Regions from separate parts of the Rattus norvegicus genome. Here region 1 is linked to region 2. Evidence: chromatin contacts called from public Hi-C data. All regions are on one chromosome and are shown on one strand. Each heading gives the region's core, a stretch centred on a gene start, on an enhancer-like site or on the middle of the called end of the contact. The rest is flanking DNA. Distances are from core to core; before and after follow the strand shown.

Evidence for each region. A called contact is a pair of places that touch in the nucleus more often than the background predicts.
Region 1: a Hi-C map of prefrontal cortex shows a contact between it and region 2, with 5 times the contacts expected there. The contact joins two enhancer-like sites. A contact is called at or near these places in 8 of 12 Hi-C or Micro-C datasets (the A7r5 cell line, the Rat2 cell line, Schwann cells and 5 more) and 1 of 1 datasets of contacts at active chromatin or transcription factors (oligodendrocytes).

Annotation. Positions count from the first base shown.
Region 1 is chr14:79,987,506-79,993,390 of GRCr8, forward strand. All of the region lies in intron 3 of Rgs12 (regulator of G-protein signaling 12), which reads right to left. Among named protein-coding and RNA genes, the nearest start is that of Rps17l4, 18 kb to the right of the region's middle. Within about 2 kb of position 1,621, at least 19 of the 93 cell types and tissues checked have an H3K27ac peak or open chromatin away from gene starts, as enhancers often do. A contact at or near this core is called in the A7r5 cell line and prefrontal cortex, where this site is marked.
Region 2 is chr14:79,953,941-79,959,390 of GRCr8, forward strand. Rgs12 (regulator of G-protein signaling 12) reads right to left here. Exons shown (of 17, transcript NM_019339.2): 7 at 5,230-5,373; 8 at 3,327-3,506; 9 at 2,920-3,073; 10 at 1,773-1,849; 11 at 137-331. Among named protein-coding and RNA genes, the nearest start is that of Hgfac, 18 kb to the left of the region's middle. Within about 2 kb of position 1,406, at least 39 of the 93 cell types and tissues checked have an H3K27ac peak or open chromatin away from gene starts, as enhancers often do. A contact at or near this core is called in the A7r5 cell line and prefrontal cortex, where this site is marked.

The DNA.
Region 1 (5,885 bases), core at 371-2,870, 34 kb after region 2:
TCAGAGGAGAGAGAGATTCCCTTGGGATCGGGGGTTTGAGAACACCCGCTCCACCTTACATCCGATACCAAAGGACTAGGGGCACCTGTCTCGGCCTCTGGCCAGCAGAATGAATCAGCTAGCCATCTGACCAGTGGGAAAGAAAATGACAAGAAGCAGGGAGCTGCACTACTTCTAACATAACCACGTCATCTGCACATACTCGACCCAGTGGGAGCTGCTCCACCCTGGAGACTCACCCCTCACCCATAGGGCCCCTTCTGGTCCTGCTGCAAAAGGAAGGGTATGGCCAGCCTCCCATGCACTGATAGTCTACACCCACACCTGGCACTGATATTCTAGCAGCTTCTCCTCCAGGAAGTGTGACTTAGGTGTTAGGAAGAAAGATTAAGCTATTCCCAGGAAAGGAAAAATTTGAAATCAGTATCCAGGAATTAATGACAATCTTTTATATAAGCTTAAATTTATTTTTATCTTCCTATCAACACGAAACCGGCACAAAAGAAAAATGCCATTTTTGTCTTCTCTCAAACTTTCAAAAACAAAACGCTATTACATATTTAACTTCATACACTCCTATAATAACCAAACATTAAAATCTGGTTGTTGTCTGTATGTTCCTCCAGAGCCAATTTGTTATATTTTGAAATGTGAGCTACAAGCTAGCAATTTAACAAGAAGAGAAGTGTTAATGTTTATCCACTTGAAACTCAGCATTTCAACAAATCTGATAGACTAGCATCTTTAAGAGATGTTAGAATCACTATGGGTACTAAAAGAAAATGTTTCACGCTTTCAGACAGGCTCACAGGGTACAAGCAGTGCAGGCTCACAAGGGGTCGGGGGACCCAGTGTCCCAAGAAGCCACACAGACAGCCCTGCACTGCGGCCATGGTCTCATCGCACACTCACCCATGGAGCTCACTCTGTCCTCGCTAACCAGCCCAGCCCTGCACTGGGGCCGTGGCCCTCAGTGCACACTCACCCTATGGATCCCATGACCCAAGGAGAGCAGCCTCAAAGTGCATACTGCAAAGTGTAAACTGTGGACCTGGAAAGCCCACAGCTCCTACTCCCAGACAGGTGAGGATGAAGTAGTGACCTGGACGCCAGACTTTCTTACAGCATTCCGTTTACACAACACTCAGCAGCTGGACAGCTTACCTGCTGGTCAATGAAAACGTCCGAATCATCTGACAGCCCCTTTTCCAAATTCATCTTAAGACAAGAAAACGTCCATAACGTGCCAGGTACCTGGATCTAAAACCCCATCCGACACAGCAGCGTGCCTGTGCATGTCAGAAAAGTTCAGACATTTCAGTTCCATGTGCTCCCTTCGTCACCCATAGCAACAGGACACCGAGGAAGCTGTGGTCTGCCAGAGGCTCAGACTCTATCTTGATCGTCTCATACAGAAGAGCCATTTATATATAAATCACCCCGTGAGATCATTTTTAAAGCATTTCCTCTACAGAATCTGAAGAGCAACACTGGCTGATGGGGTAATTTCTCAGTACAACAGCTGCAAAGAATTTGTGTTTTAGTGGCGTGGTATGGTTTGCAACCTTAATTACAGTTGCTGCTGATTCTATTATAAGCCTGCTCCATATGCACGCGCTTCCTCCGTGGCAGCCAGCAGGATCTAGTATGTTCCTAAAAACCCCTCCACCTCCACGCAGCGTCTGTGATACACGATTGGTTGCATTTGCTTCCCAAGTATGAACAACCCAAGAGTGTGTGAACCTGATGGATCCTGCCTTGTGGAAGCAAGAAGGGGAAAAGAAAATAGGGCTATAACCTGGGTCCCACTGCAAAATTACCTGCCACTTTCCTGAGACTCAGTGAACTGCTTATCCGGTGCCTCCAGGCCTTGTGGCTTGGCCAAGCAGGCCCCACAGTCCTCCATCACCCTTGAGTGAGGGAGTGACAGCCTCAGAAATTACAAATGAAGTGCCTTTGGCCCTTAGGCTGTGATGCACCTTGGGTCTGTATCAGGCCACCAGATGGAAACCCTAGGGCTAGACTCACCTTTGCTTTTCCTTGAGAGAGATGTGTGACCACAAGACAACATCAAGGGCTGAATGCCTTCCCTTCAAAGTAGAAGCTACAGTGAAAGCTGGCCAGGAGGAGAACTGGCAAAAGCTCAAGTCTCCTTAGACCAACGGCTTTGGGGGAGTTGCAGTCATGAGCATAGGAACAAAGTCAGTAAATGCAGCAAAGTGTAGGGTTCACATGCACCACCTTCGTCTCCCCCTCACCCCCCAGCAAAGGTGAAGGATGATAATATCCTACAGGGGACACAGGGGGAGAAGCCAACTAGGGCAGTGGCTCCCATAGCTACAGATGATGCAGATAGCCTAACCCTCCCCTTACAGAGCTGCCCCTTGCTGAAAGGGAGAACCACATCTACTCTGTCAGGAGCCTAGAGACTGTGGTCTGTCCCTTGAATCCAATGGCAACTAGCCATAGGGCACTGGAAACTGTCTCTATGCCAAAGAATCTAAGTGGCCTACAGCAGTAGAGTGACGATTGTCTGAGGGCCTAGCACTAATGTATAGCTTTGGAAAAGGTGCAGAGGACAGCACATCCTAGCCCACAAGCCCTCCAGACCCTAAAAACATCTATGAGTGATCAACGTGCATATGTGCCAAGCAATGGTTAATGTGCCTGCTGGGACCTTAGGAGGCAAACCAGCTGTATAACACTTAGGAGCCTCCTGCAGAAAGCTAGATGTTTACTTTTACCCTCTCAAACAAAAAGGCCTGTATCCCAGGTTGTTCAGTCAGGAATGACAAGGGAATAAAACAATGGGATCTTGTCTGTATGGATGCTATGGCTCAGACACAACCAGCCTGGGGCCTTAAGGTCACATCCTCTCCTCTCGTACATACTGTCTCACCTGGCCTCTGTAGCCGATGAGGTCATGAGTAAGGCTGAGAGTAGTTTCTTCTGAGGACAGGCCTTGAAGAGAGCAAGGCCAACACCCAGGATTGTGCATCCTACTGCTTCCTGACCCACTCGTGCTCTGAGAAAGGCTGATTGGCTGCCTGCCACATCAGGGCCCAAGGATGACAGATAACGGTGGTGGTAGCCAGAGCCTCATGTGCCTTCCTTCCTTCTGCCCACTCCCAGGGCTGTGGGATTATTGTCAAGCCTGGGCCACCTGGCCCAGCACAGTTCTCACAGACAAAAGCCTATGGCCAGCTCAGGGGCAAGAAGACAGGAAAACAGCAGTGGAGGGCCTCACCAAGACATTGAGATGTGAACAGAAAGCACTGGACACCAACTCAGAGTGAGTGAGTCACTATCCACTCTCCAGCCCAGGCCAGTCACTTCCCACAACAGCTACCTGAAGCCCAGCGAAGACTGAAAAGTCACCATCTGGCAGACCAGCAAGTGCATGTGGACTTGGCACCAGCCATGGAGTCAGGTGGAAAACTCAACCTAGAGTACCCAGAATACTACCACCTGGTCAGACAAGAAGCACCCACTAAGTGCCACAGAGCCCAGGAATTGCTTCACCAATGCTTTTGCCCCAGAGCAAAGGTAAAAAGGAGGTTTGAGTCCACAGGATGTGGACAAGGGACTGGACAGAACCACGGGGACAAGAGGAAAGCAATGACAGCATTGTAAGTGAGCAAAAGACCAAGACCAAACAGAAGTTAAGAACCCACGGGAGGCGAGCTCTAAAAGTTCTAGTGTAGGCAGGGTGCTCCCCCAGCCTCCCACTCTCAGCCAAGCATCACCCACTGGACAGCACCATGGGAGCATAGCCTATGACCCTCACTACCTCCAACCCTTTCTCACTTTGCCAGAGCAGGCCCAGCTCTGCCCTCCACCACCTTTAATTTACAGGATAATGTCTTTCTAAAAAATAATACATCATAAGCATAAATTCAGCGTTACTTGAATTTAGACAATTTTTTTTGTCTACCTGTCTACCACTACAGCTTGCTCCTGCCCTCGGGTTCTGTTGGCTGCTGTACTCCCAGAGCTAAACAGTATGTAGAAATGGAAGGGGCCCCAGTGAACAGGAACTGAATGAGCAAATACTCCAGGCAAGGAGAACCCCAACTGTGTATCTGAGCGAATAAAGAACCACAGTAGTTTCCCATACAAACGAAGAGAAGATAGGACTGTGGAAGACCAAACGAAGCAGTGTTCTAATCTACATTCTCTGAGAATCAGGAAAGGATGGGTTAAAACACTTTAAAAAAAGAGTTTATTTTGAGCTGTCTGCAGAGCCATCTTAGAGAAGGTGACACACTCTGCAACCACCGACTCTCAGGTCAGGGGAGGCTGCAGTGGAAGTAACCAGACCCACTAAATGTCACGAAGGCGCCTTCCCTCAAGTCCTGTCCTGGCTCCCACTTGGAGTTTTGCATGCTTTGCTAGGAATTGTGACCATGGTGAGCAGGGAGAGTGGTGGGGTCTATAGATAATATCAAAGCACCCACTACCTGTAGGGCCTCCTCCCACTACATGACAGTTCTCCAACATCTGGAGCATAGGACTACTTTGGATGGAGGCAAAACTGTGACTTGAGCGCCCCCTGCTGCCTGGACACCTGCCATAGCCAATACCTGAAAAACAGTACTGATGTCAGAATAACTCTGCAGGGCACAGATACAAATGACAGATCCCTTGAGTGCTGGAAAGTCAAGGAGGAGAGGCTAAAACATGGGCTTTACCCAGGGACAGAGATCAGGGTAGACAGGACAGGCGGTCCTGGCCCACAGACAAGGAAATGTGGGAGCCAAAGAAGATCAATGCGGAAGCAAAAAATGATGGTTTAGGGCCAGCCAGGCTACTCGATGACACCCTGTCTCAGAAAGCAGAACAAGAGCCAGCGAGATGACTCAATGAATAAAGGTACAGGCACCAAGCTTGAGGAGTTTGATCCCTGGAACTTACACAGTAGAAGGAGAGAACAGAATCCCACAGGTTGTCTTCTGACCTCCACACTCAGGCTGTGGCACAAGCATGCGCACATGCGCGCGCGCGCACACACACACACACACACACACACACACACACACACACACACACACACACACACACACACACACACACGGCGGGGGGAGCGAGAGCCACAGAGAGAGCCAGACGGGATTTTACCTGCTATAGTCCTGTAGGCTCTTCCTAGACCATCACAGGGAGGGGGCTCAGAGCAGGACACAGCAAGCTAAGTCAGCCAACAGTGCCTGAACCACTCAGTGCTCATATGATGCAGAGACAGCTGTCATACAGGTCTTGGTGATGTAGCCATGGCCACTAACTGGGCTCCAGCCTAGAGCACCAACTCCAGCTCTCAGAACCCCGTGAGCCACCTTATATCCACCCTGTCCTCAGGTTCTCCTGCTGTAGCCCCTCCTGCCACATGAAAGCACGACAACTTCTTTTAGATGCATTCTGAGACCAGTGCCACCTGGACTCTAGGTGGCTGTGCAGGCTGTGGCCCTTCCCTCTTGCACTGCCCTCCAGGCTGGTTCCGGCCCCAACCTAGCTACCACTTGTTGGCAACAGCCATCCCATGGGGTTAAGCTGTACCCCTTTAGAAGGATTGTTCCAGCTGGGCTTATTGACAGTTTAGGTACTCTCATGGGGGCTTGGATAGGGTCACAAGCCCTCTCATCTGAGTATCCAGCCTCTTCCTATCACGTGGTGTATGTAATTGCTGAACTGTACATGGCCTGAGGGAGAGCTAGAGTAGGTAGGCTAAGGGAGTTGAGGTAAGATGAGGGAGCTTCATCTATGAACTATGGGGAAGACCTTATCCTTGCTGAGTAGTCTTTCCTGGCATGGCCTGTTGGGGGAACTGTAACTAATCCCCTCTCCATGCTCTGTAAGGAAGTCTGCCTTAGGAGTCCTGCTGCTGTGATGAA
Region 2 (5,450 bases), core at 156-2,655:
GTGCTGCCATGCACCCCCAACCCCTGGGAGCTCCACTTGCAGCTGCTCTGCTTCAGGGGCAGGAGATGGTCGTGGTGGTGTCAGGGGTGGAGCACCAACAAGGATGGGGGAAGCAGACAGAGCTGCGACACAGTACCTTGTCTCCGCCCACCAGGAAGAGGTCCACAGCAGCCCCATTGATGCCATGCCGTTCACACAATCCAGACAGGATCTCTTTGATGGAAAACCCGGACTTGACAGCAACCACACAGGATGTCCCGTCTGGGAGGTGGACACAGCAGTGTTTGGCAGCCTTATCTCTCTCGAGTGCTGAGGTCCTACAGGCCTCTGACTGTAGGATAGGAAGACATGTGTCAGTGTCTGGAGGTCAGGGAGTCTCCTGAGGAAGATTCAGATAGCCTAGTCTCATGTGCCCAATAATCTGCCTGTCCCCCATGCCGTTCCACATACACAGAAATTCAGAAGCCACCACAGGGCATCCCCTGACCCCAGAGCTGATGGTGTGGTAGGATGTGAGGCAAGGGCGAGGGAAGGTAATGGCCTCTCTCAACTGTGGTAACTATATGGCTCACAAATGAAGCATGGCTGCTGTCCTGCCAGACGAGATTACCCAGCATACCACTGTGCTGAGTCCACCTCACCTCTGCAGTCTGAGGTTGTGACGATGAGCTGCCTAAGGTCTGCAAGCCGTCCTGACCCTCAGGGCACAGACCTGTGAGACCTGCCTTACAGCCATCTCAGAACTGTTACTGCTTCTCCTGCTGTCTGAAAAGTCTCTTTACTTCAGAAACCTGGCTGGGAGGTGGGGACTGGATGCAGAAATGGCCAAGACTCCTCCTGAATCACTGTGGCTCCTCCCATGGAGTGACTGTAGAAGTGGCAGAGCCAGTTCTCGTCCTAGCTTCCCGGTCACATGGGGAGGAACCTAGGCTGGCCACTGGATGGCGACAAAAACATGGTCCTGCTGGCCCCAGTGCCATAGACCCATAGTTATCTGTGAGCTGTGAGGCACCGGAGGCCCAAATAAGGCCCGCCCAGGCACAGGAGCACCACCCTGCAGACACACAAGGACAGACACTTCATGTTTTCCAACACTAAGCTGGGGTACTGGGCAGCAATGAGCAACTGACCCATGGTGGCCTTGACAGGATATCTGGAGTAATGAAAGGAGAAATAATCACCTATGCTAATGTTAATTGTTGATGGATACTTTCAAATGTCACAGTACTGACAACCAACGTTTCCTAAAATTCTTATCAGGCAATGGTTGACAGTGTAGCAAGTCTTAAATTCTACCCAGTTCCCCTCACAGCAGATTAGCAAGGAGCAGGGCAAGCAGGCTGCCCTGAAGAGACCTGCAGGGCTACGGCTAGCTCTGCAGTGGAGGGGCCAGCTCCTAGGAGCCCAAAGCAGACACAAACACTGGAATGTTAAAGTCAACAGGAGGTCTGAGCCATCGTTAGAAGACAAAAGCCCCACTTCAAAGCATACTGTGTTCTCTTAGTGGGAGTTCAAAAATATGAACCACACAAAACAAAGGGACTTAAGAAATAATCTCCAAGCTAATTATACTCCTTATGTGCGCAGTACCCTCCCCATCTACTAAACCGTTTCCCTCACTGCCCTAGGGTCCTGGACTGGGAACCCAGGGATGGTATCCAATCCCGGCACTGTTTATGAAACACACGCTGGGTTCTCAATGAGCCAGGCTTCATTTACCAGTTGGTAGGTGTGGCCTGTGACCCCTGGAATGAAGGGAGGTGGCCACTCACCAGGTCTAGGCTCCCCGCAGAAGAGACAGAGCCTTGGGACTCCCGACGGCAGAGTCCTCCATTGGCATGAAGGGCATCTTGAAAGAAGGGAATGACTGGGGTGAGTCAGAAGCCACGGCCTCACATGCCTTCACTCGTAGAACCCCTACCTCACCCCTCAGATGGAAAGACATAATACAGGAAGGACAGAGAGACAGCAAAACATGAGAGGCCCTTCCATGCACCACCCGTTCCACTGGGGTTTAGTCAAACAACTCCCTCACAGCAGAGGTCAAGGTCGGGGCCACCAAGGAGGTCACTGTGGGGGCCCTGTAGGACTTGAGGCATTGCCAGGCACTAGAGAGCTGGGGACAGTGCTGTGCAGCCCAGGCCCGTGTCCCCGGTGGACTTGTCTTCATTTGAGCCATGATTTGGGTCTGAAGAAGACTCTTCCTGTGACCAGCTGGCTGCTCATTTTACCTGTGATCCGTTGCCCGTCTTCTTCCTCCTCACAAATCCCATGAGAGCCAAAAGTCCATCTCACTAAGGTTTTCTAACCATGATCTAGGCTGGCCTACATATCACGTAAGGACCAAACACTGTTTTATCCCAAGTCAGACTGACACTCAGACTCCTGGATCCGGTGACCTACTCTGAACAAGTAGCTTCTCGAGCATCTATAGACCCTGGATCAGACAAGAGTGTCTGAAGCCCTCTACAGATGACTCTGCAAGTCTTCCAGGTATGAGAGGTCTGCACAGGACACACTCCCCATCCCCAGTGCCCACCCACCAATGCAGTGGCTGATACACATTCATTGGCACAGGTATCAAACCATGCCTGGCCACAGGAATAGCACATTTGTGTTTGTTTCTATTGGCTTGATTCTGGTTTCCAAGCTTTCTGCTGAAGCACCTGTTACTTTCCTAGCAGGAAGAAAAGGAGCCCAGTCAGCCAGACACCCTGCTTTAAGGAGTTTCCAGAAGGTTTTGGAGTAGACCTACTTCATAGGCTGACTCATCCCCAACTCTGCTGCATTCCCAGGATTGGTGACATTTCCTCATCCCTCCAGATAGCTGCGCTGCATCTCTGCCTGCCTACCACGGTCTCTCACATCACCATGGCAGTCCAGCTCCCTCCCACAACAGCATGGTCTGCATCCACATACCATGGGCATGATCACCATGGTCCTTCTTCTTCTGGGATCGCCCCGTGCTCCTGCTCCTTGACCAAGAGAAAAAGGCCCCTTTGCGCTTTTTCTCACTATCCTCTTCCCCAACATCTTCATTCAGGGATCGTCCTGATTTTGATTTTCCACTTAACTGTCACCAAAAAGAAACACCAGTTAAGACACTCAAGGAGCCCCACACAGAGCTCTATGAGTAAGGATTCTGAGGAATAATGTAGATCCTTCAGTGGGTCAAGGGCACAGTCCCCTCTTTCACCACTGAGGTAGCCAGGGTTAGGGGGCCAGGAAAGGGTGTGGGAGTATCTATCCTACATGCCCGACCTCAGCTGGTGAAGGAATGGGTGCACACAGCCTTCCTCCCACCCCCACAAGGGCTGGCCCAGCACCTTTTTCGGTGTGGATACATTGGAGTGGTCAGAGCTGATGCTGTGCTTGGAAGCTGGGCTGCTGGGGACCTGCTGGGAGTCCGGGAGGGTACGCCCCTCCACCTCTGCCAGGACGCATTCTTGGTACAGCTGGGATTTCAGAAATCGAGTATAGCTGTCAAACTTCATCAGGTTGAAAATCTGTGGAGCAGATGCCATGCAGTATAGTTACAGAAGGAATGGTAACTCCTTAGGCCCTAGGTGGTACAGGAGATCTGTACCCATGAGCGAGTGGCATTTTGGAAGGATGTCATTCCTGCTAACCATCCCTTGGGCCCCAGAGCGCTCTGATGTTAGTTAACTCTCCAGGGATCCTTCTGGTCACACTCAGCAGCCTCCCTCTCCTTTGCCACTCTGGGGAGCAAAGTCATAGGGGTTATGCACAGCCTGAAAGGCAGGCAGGCAGACTGTGGCTGCACCCTTAGCAGGTCTTCATTTCCTAAGGACTTGGAAGGCAGCTGTCTCAAGGGTGAGGCCTGGAAGGATCTGCTTAGTTTTCAGCCAATTCCTGCAACCTAGTGGCACAGCAGCTGGCAGGGCTGGGGAGTGTATTCTGGATGGGTCAGATCACATGCTCTTCCAGAATTAAGACACAGACATGGAAACAGGGTTCCATGTGCATCCTGTGGTCCAGCATTCAGGAGTAGGTGAGCTTCACATCGGTGGTAGTGAAGCTCCACAGTGAGACCCTGTCTTAAACACCAATTACTCCTACTGCTAAGCACACAAGCGTACAAGTATATATAGTTCTGGATGTGTGACAGTGATGTGTGCTCATAGAAAGCTTTCTCTGGCCTGGGACAATGCAGTACCATCTGCTCTCAGATGCTGGAAGGGAGGCTGAACTTGCTCAGGGTCAGCCCTGCAATCATGAAAGACCATTGACCTTCTAGTATGTGCTGGGTGGCCAAGCAGTATCTGTCATGTTCTGCAGATCAAGTGTGTCCAATGCACTTAAAAAACCTTTCTCTTGTTTATTCTTATTTATTCATTCATTTACTTATTTAGTGTGTGTGTGTGAGTGTGTGTGTGTATGTGTGTGTGTGCGTGTATATGTGTGTATGTGTGTGAGTGTATGTATGTGTATGTGTGTGTGAGTGTGTGTATGTTTGTGTGTATGTGTGTGTGAGTGTGTGTATGTGTGTGTGTATGTGTGTATGTGTGTGTGAGTGTGTGTATATGTGTATGTGTGTGTATGTGTGTGTGTATGTGTGTGAGTGTGTATGTGTGTATGTATATATGTGTGTGTTTGTGTATATGTGAGTGTGTGTATGTGTATGTGTGTATGTGTGTATATGTATGTGTGTGCATGTGTGTGCATGCGTGTATGTATGTGTGTGTGCATGTGTGTGTATTGTGTGTATGTGTATATGTGAGTGTGTGTGAGTATGTGTATGTGTGTGTATGTATGTGTGTGCATGTGTGTATATGTGTGTTGTGTATGTGTGTGTATGTGTGTGAGTGTGTGTGTGTGTGTTACACACCTGCCATAGTCCATGTATAGAGGTCAGAGTACAACTTACAGAAGTTGATTCTCTCCTTCCACTATGTGAGTCCCAGTGATCAAATTCAGGTTGCCAGGTTTGGCAGCAAGAGCCTTTACTTGCTGGGCCATCTCACCAGCCCCAGTGACTTTTGAAAAGTAATATTGCCCCTTATTGGTTGACATGGTGCTATCTGTGGCATAGGCTCTTTGTTCCTCAGCTCTGCGGAATCCTTTTGAGACTAGAGACTAGACTGGTTCGTCACCATGCCCACATTACCAGCAGCCCCCTCCCCAGGAGAACGTGTGGTGCCCTGAGTGAGTCTGCACCCCAAGCCCTGGCTGGAAGTCCCACGGAAGGAAGACTGTCTGCAACGTCACCTGGAGCTGCTGTTCCTTGAACATGTCGGGGTGGGGTGCATTGAGAATATCGTCTGCCAGCTGGGCCTGGCTGTCAATGTTGACAGGAGTGGTGGCTTTGCTGCACAGGAATTTACTGAAAATCTCCCGGGCCCTGTAAGAGAGCTGACAGGTAGAAAAGTCTGAGCAGATCTTTGGACACACAATTCCTGAGGCTGACTCCGCTTCGGGGCTGGAGAGCT